Linked DNA regions of Mus musculus: region 2 is linked to region 1. A link is a contact called in public promoter capture Hi-C data. All regions are on one chromosome and are shown on one strand. The core of a region is the stretch at or near the end of the contact, and the rest is flanking DNA. Distances in the headings are between cores, read along the strand shown. Region 1 holds the start of Cds2 (CDP-diacylglycerol synthase (phosphatidate cytidylyltransferase) 2). Region 2 holds the start of Lrrn4 (leucine rich repeat neuronal 4).

Region 1 (3,858 bases), core at 1,292-3,791:
AAGAATAATAAATCTAAGAAGAAATTTTATAATGAAAAATTTACAAGAAAGAAATTTACAAAATGCCTGAGTCCTGGAAGAAAAGATTCCAGAGAAAAAACTAAATATAATGAGCAGGAAACAAACAAACAACCCAAACCAACCAACCAATCAATGAGAACCAACCAACCAACCAACCAATGAGAACCAACCAATGAGAACCAACCAATGAGAACCAACCCCAAGGAACAGAGGAAGCACATGAAGGATGACAGGAACATTTTTTACTTTTCTTTCTGCTATTGAAGGCGAGGCATTAAAGTTGAAGTGCTATTAGCATGGTTTCTAGAATGTCCGGTTAATGGAGTCCTGCTCCCTACCACACTGATTTTAGGGATGCATTTGGTTTGCGCTCAGTTAGGTTTGATGATGCTAAGTGAGAACCTTGTTCAGGCCGAGTCGGAAGGCATTATCTCACTGAGTACACACCTCATCGAGTTTCATGACTCTGATTTATATCGATTGATTTCCAGGTCTTGGTTTATTTCTGTGTGTGGGTGTTTTGTCTCTATGTGCATCTGTGCACTATGTGTGTAGCTGGTGCCCTCAGAGGCTAGACGAGGAGGTTGAATCCCCTAGGACTGTAGTCTCAGACAGTTACGGGCTCCCATGTGTGGCTGAGAATTTAGCTCAGGTCCTCTGGAAGAACAGCCAGCTCTCCTAGTCACTGAGCCATCTCTCCAGTCCTGTATTATTTTTAAAGATAATATTTTATTTTATTTTTTGTATGCATGTGACTGTATGAGTTACGTGTACACGTGTACCATGTAATTGCAGACGATCCTAGAGGCCAGAGGAGGGACTTGAGTCCCTTGGAACCAGAATTATGGGCAGTTCGTCCTGTATGGGTGCTGAGAACCAAACCTCCTTCCTCTGCAAGAGCAATAAGTGCGCCTAACCATTGAACCATTTCTCTAGCCATGTATTCTGGTCTCAAACTTGCTCCAAGGAACTTGACGCCCTTAATTATCAGAAAATAGTCACATGATATTATCACCACCCTTCACCTCTATCCTTTTTCTTTTCCTTTCCTACATAGTGATAGGGTGTTGAAAGGGTGGAAGAAGAGGGTGGAGAAGGGTAGAAGAAAGAAAAAAGCCCACAAAGTAGCCAAAGTCTGGCTTCAAAAGGTATTTATTTCTAACAGAACAAAGCAAAAACCCAAACCCAACAAAACCAGCAAACACCAGTAGAGGAACAAGAGCACCCAAGCATTTGTGCAAAGCTGTTAAATAGCAAATAAAATGCAAAGACCAGAGGGCTGAAGTTTGTCTAAGTATTTTGCTGTTAATTTGAAACATCATAACAAGAATTTGAGAATGTAAGTCTTTTTCAGAACTCTTCCTATTTTCTGAAAACTCACAGCTCTGGTCAAAATCTCTAAAAGGAACCTGACCCTTGGTGTGGAAGACTTCTTTGAGATTGCAATCTGGCTAAGGACTGGGAGCCCTGTTTTGCATGAGAACAATGCTGGAACAGCACCCATAATACTGAATTCAGGCAGCATATGTGAACATTGGTTACAGCGTGGTAACAAACGTCTGAGTTCTAATTCTTACTCGTACCCTTGTAGCTGCTGGCTAAATGCTTAAACTAGGTCAGGAATAGAGGGAGGGGCTCCATAGGAAACATTCCTTTCAGCCCAAAGGTTTTCAAAGAATTAGATGTGGGTGTTAACTTACTCACAGAAGTTGTGGTTAACAAGAGCCAAACCTGAGGGTTTTTTTTTTTTTTTGAACGATTTATTTTTATACATGAGTACACTGTAGCTGACTTCTGATACACCAGAAGAGGGCGTAAGATCTCATTACGGGTGGTTGTGAGTCACCATGTGGTTGCTGGGATTTGAACTCAGGACCTTTGGAAGAGCAGTCAGTGTTCTTACCCACTGAACCATCTCGCTAGCCCATAGGTCCTGAGTTCTACCTTCAGCACAAAACAAGACAAAAACTTAAGACAAGCAATATCTTGGATGATGTTACTTGCAGATATCATATCCATTTCTAAGTGTTTTTTGTTGTGGTTGTTTGTTTTTTGATACAGGGTCTCAGTAGCAGTGGAACAGGTTACATAGATCAGATCCACTTGCCTTTGTCTCTGGAGTGCTGTGAACAAAAAAGGTGTGTGATTGGGACGAGACTATTTCTGAGTTCGGTGCTTAGACAGAATCAGTGCTCACTAAGTTACCAGCGACCATGGCTTGGCAAGGCAAAGTGAGCTGAAACAGGTTTCACCTCCTGCTATGATGTTCAGAGGTCCACCTGGTCTCTTCGTTTGGACTCCCAAGCTGAGAGCAGCAAGTCTAGGCCGCTACGAGGCGCTGTTGTCCCCCGGTAACAGGTTACCTTCTGGACCCAGCACTCGCGCGCGGGGACTTGCGGTAGGACGCAAGGACCCCATTGGTTCACTCTGCTCTTTTTCTCCCGCCCCCTCTAGGTTTTGTCCAATGAGTGTCTCGAACTCCGCTCACGCCCCCACCCCCGCCAGGCTGCCCCGCCTCCTGGCGTCTGGGGTTCCAGGCGGAGATGGCGGCAGTGCGCGTGCGCGCTGGCTCGCAGCTTCCCGGGAGGAGGAGCGAGCGGCCGCTGGGGAAACAGCGGCTCCGCTCTCCGGGCAAGGGCGGCGGCAGCGGTGCTGGGCGGGGCCGGGCTCGGGGCTAGTGGCGCTGCTGCAGGGGCTGTGCGAGGCACGGTGGGGCTGCGAGGTGCTCGGGCCCGCCGAGAGCCCGTGCTCACTGAGCCGACCCCCGCGGCCACCGTGCTGCTCACTCGGGGTGACGTCGCGCCGGGGTCCCCAGCATGACCGAACTACGGCAGAGGGTTGTCCGCGAGGACGCACCTCCGGAGGACAAGGTAGAGGCATCGTTAAGTGCGGAGGGGCGCGCCGGCAGCCTCGCCCTCTGACCTTTATCGCGGCCCTGGGTACCAGGCCTGGGTTGCGCAGAGGGTCGGCGGGTGTCTTTTGCTTGTGGGGACAGCGGTCTGCGGGCGCGGGGAGTAGCGCGTGAGCTCTGGAGGGTCTTCGCCTTCCCTAGGCCTTCCCGATGTGGACGCTGGACACCCCACAGACCTTGCTTGGGGCCCGGAGAGCGCGATGTAGGCTCACCGCTTGCTTTACAAGTATTGCTGTTGATTGGGGAATGGGGGAGGACTCAGGCCATAGCATTTGTCTCCTGGGAGATTAAAACCTTCTTTTGAACTTGATTAAAACATTAAATCTGTTGGTTCTATCAGAGAGGAGTCTTGATCCACTCCGTGAGAGGGCGGGTTAGTGAGCAGGTGTGTGCTCCCAATGGTGGGTTTGTTTACTGCGCCAAGTGTGGGCATTGATGGGGTAAAGGAGGAAGGTAAGGAGGAGGCCATTTTGGCAGGGACACAGCCAATGTGGGGGCGCTCCTTTGGTTGAAAGTGCGAGGTTTGTGTGAAGTTGAGAAAGGTGGAGGGTGGTTGTTTTACTGTGGACATTGAATGACGGACCGTATTTGTGGTTCGGATCAGTGAGTGATGAGTAGAACCGGCTGAGGTAGCCTGGACCAGAATGATGGAGACTGGTTAAGTCAGAGATTGTCAGCTTGTGACCTGCAGAAGCTCTCGTACGTAGGCCTGCGTGCTGATACGGAAATAAGGGTTCCGTTGAAGGTCTGTTTCTAGCCTGTCTTCAATAAAGGAGGAGGATATGCCGCGTTTCCCCTGATTAATAGTTGACAGAGTTTAGTATCTTTGTTTGCTTGTTCGAGACTGGGTTTCTCTTTGTAGCCCTGGCTGTCCTGGAACTTGATCTGTAGATCAGGCTGGCCTCCATCCCAGAGATCCTTCTGAG
Region 2 (3,772 bases), core at 1,121-3,620, 620 kb after region 1:
CTGTTGTCACAGCCTCTGGTTAAACTCCACTTGCAAAGTAGCCAGACTTAGTTCTAATGCCTCCCAAGAGCTGAGAGCTTTCGAGGAACATAAGAAAGGACAAGAGGGCACAGGGTTGGAGGCGGGGCCAGGAACTCAATTTTTGTAATTTCCCAATATATGGAAAACATCCCCTTTTCTGAATTCCTCGTTCTCTCTAGCCCCCTGCCACTCTTCCTCTCACGGCTGTGATGAACACTGGTTATAGACACATGAGGTATCTTTAAAGACCAATAAAATCGTGCTCTTGAATCAAAGACATCTCCCTCCTACATTCCGTTGAAAGGATCCAACATCCAAAGAAACAATGAGGGTGGTGGGACAGTGGAATCAATGAATTCCTCAGCATGCTTGAGGCTAAGTTCGTCTGTCAAGGGCCACAATGATAACTTCGCCTCGTCATTCCATAGCGTTCATCTAGCCAGAACGCAGTGGCAGTGGCTAAGATGTTGAGATCTGCCTGTGAAATGTTTGGGCTTGGATCTGGGGACATTAGGCACGCTAGACCTTTGAGACTTTGGTAAAGTCACGCCACCATTCTCTGCCTTGGTTTCCTCATATATAATCTGGAGATTATCAGCAGTTCTGTGATTGTGGAGCACTTTGGGCACACGCGGATGGTTTCTGGGGCCACCTCTAGAAGAGCGCAACCCTAATCTCCAACCTCCCCAAAGGCACATGTGTAGCCCTCACACGGTTCTCACCTCTTTCTAGGCTCGTGCCGCTCAGATCCAAGAGCTCCAGTGCCGCCAGGGGCCCACCGTCCACCCCCGCGAATGCCTCCTGGGCGATGTGGCCCAGCTCGCTGCAGGAGAGGTTGAGAAGCCGCAGCGCTGGGAAGCATGCAAAGGTCCGTGGCAGCAGCGCTCGCAGTGGGTTCCCGGCCAGCGCCAGCGAGCGCAGGCTGCTCCCCGAGGGCCCCGCGCAGGGCGGCAGCTCGGTCAGCAGGTTGTGACTGAGGTCGAGCTCACGCAGCTCGGCCAGCGTGTCACGGCCCCAGTGTAGCACGGAGATGCGGTTGTGGTGCAGCGTGAGTACGCGCAGCTCGGGCAGGCGGCCGAGCACAGGCTCGCTAAGGGCGCGCAGCAGGTTGTGGCTGCCATCGAGGCTGCGCAGCGTGCGCGGCAGGCAGCTAGGCAGGCTCTCCAGGCTGCGGTTCGCCAAGTTCAGAGTGGTGACTCCCGCGGCGGGGAGTCCTACACAGAGAGAGTCGGTAGGGTGGCGGTCGAGGCTGTCCCAGTCTCCCTGCTGAGTGAGTCGGAAGAGGGGGATCCGGTCCTGGGAGATCCTTTCCAGGCTCTGGCTCTGCGCCATCAGCAGTTGTAGCAGGAGCTGCAGCAGCTGCAGCATCAGCGTCCACCGCATGTCAAGTCTCTAGGGAAAGACTACAGAGGGCCCATGGTTTCAGAGGAAGCCCCGAACGAAAGGCACACAAAGTTCCTGTAGTGTGTGTGTGTGTCCGGGGAGGAAGTAACCCCCACCCTCATCCCCACCCTCACCCTCGTCCCCACCCCCACCTCGTTTCTGTCAGTGAGCAGGTGGAGACGAGCGTTTTCCTCATCTCTGGTGCAAGATCCATCACACACCTGCTTGTCCTTGCTTTTCCAGCAGGAGTCTTCCCTGTCTTTTCCATGCCTGGCCTGACTCTTCCAAGACCCCCGCCCTCATGCTTCCGTGTGCTCCTTCTCTGAGTTTTCGAGAGAAGGTTGTTTTCTCTTCCTCTGTAACACCCCCCCCCCCACTTCCCCCACCCCAGGTTAAGCAGCTTCGTTCTAACCGTGAACACATCCAGACTAAACCTCTGCTGAGATTAAAAGTATGGACTCAAGGAAGATTTAGTTGTACCTAGAAACCATCATCTGGCTAACTTTTCATAATACAAGGGTCCTGCCACTTCTGGTGTCTCTTTCTTAAGAGAAGCTCAGGGTTGCCTTCAGAAGAAGATAGGAGCCCTAGACACCCGCAAGATTTGGGATCCTGGTCCCAGATAGGTTCTAACAGAAGCCAGCACTGGGTGTCAGCCCTTTGCAGGAGGGATTGATTGCCCAGCCCTGTTAGCTGTGCAGGGCAGGAAGTCACTGTCTGATAGCCCACATTACTGCAGATTCCCACCCTGGCTCCCTGCTGAACACTGATATGAACAGTGAGCCACCATTAAGGCTCCTAGGGCAAGGCTCCCCTCTTAGTAGGGAGTTAAAGTGATGAGAACGTTGCTGGGAATTGGAGCCAGGTGCTAATGTATCCTGTAGTATGCCATACTTACCAGGCAGCTGTCCCAGTGGGATGTGGCGCGCCCTTTTAGGTCCTCAGTCTTTGGAATACTGTAGGAACCAGTGACCTCCCGGGTCAGCTCTGAATGTCAGAGGGAAGAAGCCAGGTTCCCGGCTGCCCCTCCTCCAGCTCCATCCAGGAGGAGCTTGAGACACTCCTGCCCCGAAGCCCCTCCTTCCCCACCAAGAATTCTGTTGTTTTCTATCCCCCTTCCTCCCTCTCGCCTCAGGCCTCTCTTTCCATAGACCTGGCATTCCCAGCTCCAGCCCCACCCCCACTCCTCCCCGTCCTCTTTCTTTGCTAAACTTCTCCCAAGCTTGAGAAAAGAAGCCAGCAGGAAGAGCAGTACTCAGTAAAGCAGCACGCTCACCTCACAGGAATCTTAGTCTCCCTTCTAGGTGATTCCAGCCATCCCAGGCCCACCAGGACGACTGGGAGCATGCTGGGCTATTGTCCTCAGTTCTTTGTATATAGACCCTGGGACCAGAGCCTCCAGTTTTTCCCCCTGTCAGCGCTTATCTTTGGGCATCTCTGAGAAGTCCCAGGAACCTTTCAAACTGGTCTGATGAGATTACTAGTCCCTGGTGGTTTCATTTGATGTCCTCTTTATGCAGTGTCTCAAAGATAAGTGTTTCGGTCTAGGCTGGCTGAGACCTGGTTAGAAGCATTCCTCGGCCTGAGCCAGGTTAAGGGGAGTCTGCTCAGTGCTCTCTGTAGGGAAGCGGCCAGGAGGTCTGGGTCCTGGCCCTGGTGGTAGAAACCCGACACCACTGGTTGATCAGGGAGGGAGGGATGGGTGAGAGGGAGGTGTAGAAGACCAGGAAAAGATGGAAAAGGGAAGGGGATGGAGACTGGCTCCTGTGGCCCAGCCATGAAATCCTCAATGCTTTGGACAGAGTTGCATACCCAAGAATCAAAGCCTCAGACTTCTCTCAATATTAAATATGCTCTGTTCATCCTGGTCAAGCCATTGCCTCCACTGAAGTCAGCATGGGTAGCTGATTTCAGTTGGAGACACCAGATAAGAAGGACCAGAACCCATTAAAATATAAGTACCCTGTTTAGATAGACCACAAGGAGGAAAAGACGTTGTCTTAGTCAGGGTCACTGCTAGATCCCAGGTTCATAAGCATTCTCTCATCGAATCTTCTCAAGGTACTGCCCACAATCCCATGATAAGGAAACCAAAGTCCCGAGTTGACTGGGCTCTGGAGCAGATGATGGGTGAGCCATCTGGGTATTCTGAACCAAAAGGTGTTCTGTTGCTCTCAGTGGACCCAGTGTATTTCCTCGTAAGATAACCGTTCTTAGCTACTCAGATAAATCCATATCACTTAAGACACTAAAATATTTAGAAAGTCTCCTTTTGTCTATGAGCTGACTTCTTGGGCATAGTAGGATGAGGAAGTGCCACTGTATGGCACTTGGGAGCTTTTCAGGGACACCGAAGAACTCTGTTGCA

Evidence for each region. Promoter capture Hi-C pulls out the DNA fragments that hold promoters and counts their contacts.
Region 2: a contact with region 1 is called in a promoter capture Hi-C map of the HPC-7 cell line. The contact joins the promoter of Lrrn4 here to the promoter of Cds2 in region 1. A contact is called at or near these places in 7 of 39 promoter capture datasets (the C10 cell line, the HPC-7 cell line, cranial neural crest and 4 more), 1 of 484 Hi-C or Micro-C datasets (liver) and 7 of 115 datasets of contacts at active chromatin or transcription factors (the SCID.adh cell line, embryonic midbrain, hepatocytes and 4 more).

What each region holds. Positions count from the first base shown.
Region 1 is chr2:132,260,607-132,264,464 of GRCm38.p6, forward strand. Cds2 (CDP-diacylglycerol synthase (phosphatidate cytidylyltransferase) 2) reads left to right here and starts at 2,542. Exons shown (of 13, transcript NM_138651.7): 1 at 2,542-2,891. The coding sequence starts at 2,838. Gm46766 (a long non-coding RNA gene) reads left to right here and starts at 2,898. Exons shown (of 2, transcript XR_001783482.2): 1 at 2,898-3,134.
Region 2 is chr2:132,878,492-132,882,263 of GRCm38.p6, forward strand. Lrrn4 (leucine rich repeat neuronal 4) reads right to left here and starts at 2,371. Exons shown (of 5, transcript NM_177303.4): 1 at 2,303-2,371; 2 at 744-1,424. The coding sequence starts at 1,404.